Regions from separate parts of the Sparus aurata genome. Here region 2 is linked to region 1. Evidence: chromatin contacts called from public Hi-C data. All regions are on one chromosome and are shown on one strand. Each heading gives the region's core, a stretch centred on a gene start, on an enhancer-like site or on the middle of the called end of the contact. The rest is flanking DNA. Distances are from core to core; before and after follow the strand shown.

Region 1 (4,561 bases), core at 507-3,006:
CCGGGTGCAAAGAGTCACATCATGATGTAGATAACCGAGTTAAGGAGGCCAGCCCTGAGCACGGAGGAGGAGATCTGGCCGGGGATCAAATCATGTTTCTGAATACATCCAATTAAGATGGAAGCCATGTTGATATTTTTTTTTTTGTTTGCAAATGATTTATTACACGGATAATTGCATTTTAGTGCTCTGAAAAGAAGCGTTTTGAATGGAAACAACCACTGATTAGGCTGTTTTAAAATAATAATAGTAACGATAATAATAATAACTACCAGTATAATTTTCGTGCTCAAGTATGATTCTAGATATAGTGGATGATAAAAGTAGGACACTAAATTAAAGATTAAAAGAAAGCATTTTCATGACTACAATTTAATTTTATTTTTGTTTTAATTAAAACGTTTAATTAATATTTTATACCTCCAAAAATGAATTAATTATAAATGATATAAAAATCCCGAAACACACACAGTTGGGATTGTTCAATCAATCATCCACGCGGCTGAAAACAATTGGTTCACCCAATTAAATCCAGTCAAATCTGATAAGTAAGTTAAACAAGAGGGAACAAAACGACGTCATCAGATAAGCGTTTACGCTTTATTTTATACCCAGTGTTTCATAGACCGACTTTATAGCTTCAGAAAATTTAATAATTAAACCATAAAACAAAAATATATATTTCGTATTTGAGGAGCAGAACAATATGTTATTATGGGCTGAAGAGCTTAATAGTAAGGCTGATTCATTTGAATTCTATAGGCACATTTTCCGTCCAGTTTAAAAAAAAGGGACCTGAAACGGAATCAATATCTGTAGGGTTATATAGTGTAAAGACAAACTAACAAAAAACAAAAAAAACAAATAACTAATCAAATAAACACACAGTCTCAATCAATTCAAAAGTTCAGCATGTTGGTGGGTTAAATACGTCTTTGAATGACTCACATTTTAAAATACTTTTAAAGGAGTTGTCACGGATGCAGAAACTTTGGCTGTAAATAGATGACAGCTCAGCCGTCATCATCAGGCGATGTTGAAGAAAGAAAAACTGTTCACCCCGAATCTGCTCTTCTAGAATAACTTTCACTGAGCTATCTAGTAACACGACCGAGATGATGCAGTGTTATGTGTTATTGGACCTATATCTATTCACACCTTTGCGAAAAAAAAGACCTCGCGCATTCTTTTAGTCTACCATATTTCTCTTGAATCCATCCTGTTTTTTTGTTTTGTTCTTTGTTTGGTGTTTAAGCACACATACCATACTTTACATACCGACGTAGGGACGATCGCATTTCATAATACATTTTAATACTAGTGATTAAAGTTGATTGGCATATCATCTATCTTAAACGCGCTTTACAACGAGCTCGGGGTCATTTGAGGACATACTCCTGAGCAGGCAGGAGAAGGTTAAAAGTAGGGGGAACAAGAAAAATCTCTCATGATGAAATGTTGAGCGCCGCTCAGAATCGGCTCAACTAGTCAGCTTGTTCCCTTTATGAACCAACGGCCGCTGTGAATTGGCGCTTCTGTTTTTTTTTTTTTTTCTTTGAATCCTCCATGGTCAGAGTGTGCGGTTGTGTTTTTCGCGGGAAAACAAAAGACTGCGCGGACGGAGACGAGCGAGGTAGCCGGAGGAGCTCCCACACGCGACACGTTTTCCGGGAAACGCAAACACTTTGCGAGGGGCGAGCGTTTTGGAGAGTCGCGCATCCTTTTGCAGGAGACGATCTTCGGGCGAGCCAGCGGCGGAGCGTTGCGCTTCCTGTCTGTTGCCACGGCGACACGTAACAACAACACGACCTAGGAACCTGGAGACGACCGGGAGAGACGCTCCGCCGACTCCTGGAATACGTTCAGTGTGAAAATAAACCTAAAGAGCAACAATGAGTCAACGGCAGATCATTCAAGGTGAGCCTCGTGAGCTGCTTCCATCATTAAAGGAACATTCAGCTGAAAGTCAAACTGTATTTGTGTCTGTTTCGCGCTCCGCAGTGTTTGAGCAGTATCAGAAATCAAGGATGCAGTTCGTGCAGACCGTGGCTGACCTGGCATCCCGACCTCAAAACATAGACATCCTTCAAAATGCTGGTGAGAAGCAACTTTATAAGACTGTGTTAGCTTTAGTTGCTATTCCCAGTGTTTATTCCTCTCCTCTCCTCTCCTCTCCTCTCCTCTCCTCTCCTCTCCTCTCCTCTCTCTCCTCTCCTCTCCTCAGGTGTCTTGTCCCTGCTGCGTCCCCTGATGCTGGACTCGGTCCCCAGCGTCCAGCAGACGGCGGCTCTGGCCCTGGGCCGCCTGGCAGACCACAGTGACGACCTGGCCGAGGCCGTGGTGAAGGAAGACATCCTGCCCCAGCTGGTCCACTCTCTGTCCTCACAAAATGTTAGTATCTCAACCCTTTCGGTCGTACACACAGGTTGTCCCAGGACTCAGTCTCCACCCCTTCGGGCCGGTGTGTGAAAGACCCCGCAGGACCTCCGGGTCAGCCCCCCGAATGTGAGAGTGTGTTTTGGGCTAAATTGGCAGTTCGCCTGGGGGCTACTTCAAAACCTAAGAGCCCTTTACCACAAGAGCAACCCGGCCTTTGTTTTTTTCTCTCTCAGCCCCCCTCAGAGGCTCAGACTGGAGGGGGGCACTGTGTAGTTCTTGTTATTAAAGGGACATTGCAGTCTCATTTAATATACTCTTAAATCTGACACTAATTGGTTTATATTTTTGGACATTTCTCATCAATTATGGCAAGAATTCAGGTTAGTCTTCCACACTGGGAGTAAAAAATGTTTGTAATAGCTTTTAAAGTGAACATTGCTTTATCAGCTTGACAGCTCAAAACTTCAAAATTGTGTTAACACTTTACAATAAGGCAACAAATCATGTTTATTATTTCTTGATGCCTGACTCATGATAATGTAGGATGTGTCAAATGATCAAATCACTGTTTGTGAATAAACACTCCTTAACTGATGATCTACTGCAGTCAGTTTATACATGAATTGATATTCAAACAAATTAGCTGGATTCCTCTTAGATTAGGGTCTATTACAGGACCAAGCATTTGCTCAGTCGCTCTGATAAATAAAGTTGCTCAATATTTCTATTAGAATAGGTTATATTTTGCTTTAAACCTTATGAAAATCTCTTTATTCATATATATTTTTACCTCTCTCTGAATTCCACCACACATTAAAAAAAGTGCATTTAGAGTACAAATGAAGATTAAATGTGGATACATATTGATACCTTATTTCTAGCTAAGTTGAGCGCCTCCTTCTTAGCTTCAAAACAGAAAGCTCCACAGATAAAATCTCTATTAATGTTTAATAGGAAGGAGTGTGAAGTGGCTGCCGGCAACTTCTTTTTAGCAACAGTGCGTGCCTAAAACCCAAAGTTGAGGTGCGGTTCAGAGAGTTAGTTATATTCATCATAAAACACACGGCTTTGGCTTCAAATAGGTCTGATATATGAAGTTCAGAGCTCTTGTTGTTTTAAAATTACATTTGTGTTGTTGAAAAAAGTGTAATAGAGCAGAACATAGTATCGGATTATCATTTTGTTTTATCAGCAAGATAAACATGAAAAACCAAGCTAATGTGGTTGTGTATCAGTTAATGTGCAATGTAACTGTGAGTACACATTCCTTTACTGATGAGCTATTTCATCATTTGTTAACAGTTAGAAACAGGAAGTCATGATTCATCCTGTATTAAATAAATCACCAAATCACAATGTGTCATGCATTAGTACATCATTACTTACAGTAGATATATCATTGAAGTATGATTATAAAATGTCACCTAAAATGTTCTGAGAACTGCACATAAGTATGATTTTGAGAGTTAGACGTACTGTGCAGGTTAACTAATCCAAATCTGCAACATTTAACATCTTTCTATTTTCATCTATGTGACTTATTATTGTGTGTAGCACCACCACACAAGCAAATTTCCCCTTGGGTGACAATAAAGTATAACTTAACGTAAAACAAAAGAAATATGACTTAAAACTTACGTTTGTGGTTTCTGAATTATGTTTTTGACTAAAAGAATCTATATTTTATGTCTAAAGATTCAGGACAAATGAAAGAGCACATTAACCCTTACAGTAAATAAAACATATTTCTTCCTTTGGTGTTATAACAATGCTTTTTATAGTCATTTACACATTATGTCATTTTTCTCAGGGTTTTGATTTAAGCTCTTCTCTGTTGATTGGGTCAGAGGAAAAGAAAAAAACATTTCAAATGAAAAATTCTCATATATTTTCCTGACACATTTTTATTCATTTACATGTGAAATGAAGACAAAAAATCACGAAGGGTTAACAGTTCAGGGAAAACTCATTCATGCATTAGATTTTTAAATAAATGATTTGCTGTTACAGGAAAAAAATATCATCTCATTGATGATGTTACATGGCGGTTTGTCATGAAATCATAAACTGATATTACTAAAATGTCTGTTGTTGGTTTGATCCTCTGTGGTGGTATCTGTGTGTTTGCATCCAGAGGTTCTATAAGAAGGCAGCAGCGTTTGTGCTGCGTGCGGTGGCCAAA
Region 2 (4,255 bases), core at 1,532-4,031, 130 kb before region 1:
ACAACAAAAGTCTTCCCAGCCTGCACTCTGTGTGGAGAGTTAGACAGACGAACCCTGTGCAGAAACGGTCCTTCAGTTCTGTAGAGAGCCACACATCCCCGTCCATCTCCTACAGGCAAGGAGAGGATGCTGGAAAAGGAAAGAAAAGAAAAGAAAAAAATTTAGATTTAAAGCATTCAGCACAGGTCAAACACAAAAAGTGTGAGGGGCTGTGACATGCATATGCCAGCTCAGTTTACACACATTTGAATATAATGTTTCACTCAGACGGACAACACATAGGTCTGTCAGACACAACAGATCAAGAGAAGACATGGTTGGGCACAGAAAGACAAAGGAAGAGGCAGCAGTCTGTCTCACCTCTGTCTTTCTTCCCCTGTGACGTCCTTTGTCTCTCCACTGGAAGATGAGTTGAAACACTGGCAGGACACCAAACCGTGCTGCCGGCTGCCACAATAACAACCCTCTGAGCTCACGGCTGCAACCTGGAACCTTCAACATCATATACTGACAGTTAATACAGCACTCTCCTGAACACAGTTATACAAAATTCAGGGCACATGTAGGGATGTCATGAGGCACTTTTAGAAGGAGGGTGAGCAAAAATCAGTGGAGCTTGTTTCTTTTGTTTGCAGCAATAAGCCACATGTGATTGCAAAGAATAAAAATAGACATTTCCAACATGAAGTCTGCCAATATCTCCAAGGCGGCCACTGTATTTTAATATTGAGGGCTTTATGAAAAAGCAAGAAAGGCAAAAAAGATTATAATTTCATGTTTTTACGCCCCCTTCAAAGACAGAACAAAACACAGGGAAATGTGGACTTCCACATCATTTATATATATTTTTCAAACTGCTCTGGTGTTTGAAATTAAATGTGTTTTAAAAGACTTCAGAACAACACAGCTGCACAAATGCAGGACTGTGTTTTTTTTTGTTTTTTTAAATCTGATTTTTAAACTCTACTCCAAGTTATTGGTGTCAACATGTAGAAATCCTGGGGTCCCCAATAGGGACTTTATTTTTATTTTTTTAATAACATGAGGTGGATTTTCTCAGCAACCCCCCATCGACCATGGCGCAAACAAATTCAGCTGAAATCCACCTGACTCAACGTGTTCTTGTACAGTCTCCCCCCGGCCCCCATCCCACCGAAAAAAACTCACCCCTCATCCAGGCAGCGCACGGAGCAGGCTACCGGGTCAAGGTCACGGGCGCCTTCGGGTGCTCGGAGCCCCGCACTGCCGGCGCTGACGCACCCCGTGAACCACGGAGCAGGCGCCGCCGCGGACAAGCGATGAAAAATGAGCGTGCAGACGACAACAGCGAACATGTCTGAGGCCCGAGAGAGAAAACGAGCTGACGAGGAGGACAGAAGGACAGGAAGTGCACTGAGGCCGCACACTGCATACAGTACAAGGTGTGCGTGTGTGTGTGTGGGTGCTGGAGGTGTGAACACAGAGACTGTATGCAAATTAAGCATCCACATAGGTGAGAGTTTCATACCAGAGGCCGTGGCGTTGCGCGTATCCGGTGATGCTGCTGTGAACTCACCCTGCGGCACTTTCTTGAATTTTTTTTTTTTTTTTTTTTTTTTTACTGTGTTTCATGCCTGTTGTGTCACGAGGGTGAAGAATCTAAATAAATGTGGATCTGCCCTTTAAATGGGATTCTTCTGCTTCAGAGTTATTTTATTTTTTAACGCCATGTGTCACACGCACAGTTGCAAACGAGTCTGCCCCCTCCAGACCTGCGTTGCTGCCTCTTCTGTCACGAACGCTGCAAAAATGATGCGTTCAAATGAGGCACAGAAAATACCACATCAAACAAACAAACAAAAAGAAAGAAAAAAAGAAGAAAGAATAGAGGAACGGGTGATCTTTTTTTCCCCCACCTCCAGCCTCGTGCACTCTTTTAATCCAGAGATGTGAATAAAATGACGCTGTTCATCTGTTGTCATCACACCGCCTCGTTTGGATAGATCCAACTGGCCCGAGAGTGACCTGGCCCCGTGCCCAGGTGCTTTGGAAAGGCCTCAAACTGGATGAGAAGAAACAACGGGGAATTATTCCTTTACAGCAACGCGTGAGACACGAGCCACGGAGCAAATCCAGTTACTGACCCGTTATTGTCCAACAGCCCGTTTGAAGCCGACTGGACCACTTCAGGGCCAGAACTGATCTCTGTTGTTTCACCAGCATTTAAAAAAAAAAGAAAAGAAAAAAAAAAAAACGCCAACTGGGAGTCTTCAAACTCGTCCTGAAGTGATCACGTATCTTATTTATAAAATGTGGCGACAACGTGTTTTATTAAACAGTTAGGCTGTCATCTGAGCCATTAAGCCTGCAAAGCAGAATAACACGCACCATGAGCTGAATCAATCGTTCATGCCGGAGCGTTCAAATTAGATTTTTTTCTGACGCGTAAAAGGGACAAAAATGGTGACATGTGTTACACCTGAGCGTCACCTGTGCGCATTAGTGCGTCAAGGTGCCTCTGCTCTTGCGCCGGGGACGCCATTTATTGTCTTAACTCAAGGAAATTCTTCCAAAAAAAAAATCTGAAAATGATCTCACCAGCAGTGGTAGCCCATTTTGAACTTGTTTTTTTTTTTTTTCTTTTTACAAAGGTATGACCGGAAGCTGCAGCACGAATTCCCTCTCATGACGCACTTCATTTTTTGCAGAACACCTAAAAGCTGTTGGACTGAAATATACATTTTTTTAAAAAGATACAAAAACAGACCAGTTTGCCCTGTGAGCCCTTCGGTGAAAAAAACCCGTCCTCGCAGTGCTGCTAACTCCACCGCTCCACCTTAAAAAACTCTTCCGGTTTCCCAGACATCCCCTTTAAGAGAATTGCGCGCTCCTCGGCGCGGCCGGCAGGGGGCGCTTTGAGACCGCGCCATCTCCTCGGGCTGACTGTACCGGAGAGAGGCACAGCGGGGGGAATCAAACACATTTTCTGTCCATTTTTCATGCGGAATACGCGCATATTTGGACGATTTCGTTTCGTGTCCGGCCGAACGTTTGGACGCAGTGAAAAAAAAACCCAGCGCGCGGACACACGGAAACACAAACCAATCACATTTTATTTCACCAAAAAAAGAAAAAATAAATGGTGGTAAGCTTTATTGTTACTCAAATATAGATTAACGGCACAGCACATTGGTTGAAATATTAAAATGTGGCACCTCATGATTCGGTATTATAAATCAGGATCGTTCTTGTATTTATTAATTAATAGTGAAAATTCATTAAGTATTGTTGGCCGTGGGACCCCCCGGAGTCCATTCAAGCACCTCCTGGAGGTCTGAGGAGCATTTTCTTAACCCAACCCCTCACATCAATATGCAGGGTTGTGCCCCGTGACAGTGTATATAAAGCCCACCCCGGGACCGGTATACCTCCAATAACCTGCCTCATTCGTTAAGCGCACGCTGGGTTTTCAACGTGCACACGCGGTGACACAATTAACAAACCGCCAAGTCAACGAAATCTGTCAAATAAAAGGGAGGGGAAGCTGGTGGATCGGCGCTGCGGCGCTGCGTAACGGTGGGAGTCGCAATAAAACAGGCAAAGTGCGCGGGGTCTCTCCGAGGACGCGGAGACCGCTGGAGGGACCGGTTCAGCGGACTCTTGCGCCCTGTGCGGAGCCGGGGCGATATCAAATATAGATAATGTCAGCGGAAGGGTTGTCGCAAAAAAAACAAAAAAAACAGGGACGTGCTGGAAGGAAAAGCAGCCCGTTAATTCAGCCTTCACACCTTTGTATTTGCATATATTTGTGCGTGTTTATCAGCTGACATAAAACCCTATGAGAGGAAATTAAAGAGTTACACCTCCACACGAAGATGAACAAATAATCCAAGCCGTCCATGTGATGATCCTTGACTGGACTTCCACCTCTTTATTCAGCAGCCCCATCACAGACTGAAGTTCTCTTCATCTGGGTGTAAATATTTGAAGAAAACTCGTTCAGTGGCTGCCCCTCCGCCAAAAATAGATCCGACAGGCTTCCGCTTTTCATACCAAATTATTTCTTGGCTTTCAGGAGGCTCCCTTTGCCTCGCATTTCAGAGGACTTTTCTACTAATTGATCTATTATTTAGTTCATTCATCTTTGATCTCAGCAGACACCACTTTCAGAACAGTGAGCCACACAGAAGCTCGGATACTTTTTTTTTTTTTCCAATCTATTAATGAATTTGATAAAGAAGTCGTACGCTGGAAGGTTTTCATGAAGAGAGTCTCT

What was found. A called contact is a pair of places that touch in the nucleus more often than the background predicts.
Region 2: a contact with region 1 is called in a Hi-C map of an unstated tissue, with 8 times the contacts expected there. The contact joins the promoter of pkd1l1 here to the promoter of spag6 in region 1. A contact is called at or near these places in 2 of 2 Hi-C or Micro-C datasets (skeletal muscle and an unstated tissue).

What each region holds. Positions count from the first base shown.
Region 1 is chr19:14,888,234-14,892,794 of fSpaAur1.1, reverse strand. spag6 (sperm associated antigen 6) reads left to right here and starts at 1,756. Exons shown (of 11, transcript XM_030397705.1): 1 at 1,756-1,917; 2 at 2,002-2,097; 3 at 2,225-2,391; 4 at 4,514-4,561. The coding sequence starts at 1,893.
Region 2 is chr19:15,021,791-15,026,045 of fSpaAur1.1, reverse strand. It overlaps pkd1l1 (polycystin 1 like 1, transient receptor potential channel interacting), which reads right to left and starts at 2,781. Exons shown (of 56, transcript XM_030397594.1): 1 at 2,578-2,781; 2 at 361-492; 3 at 1-129. The coding sequence starts at 2,720.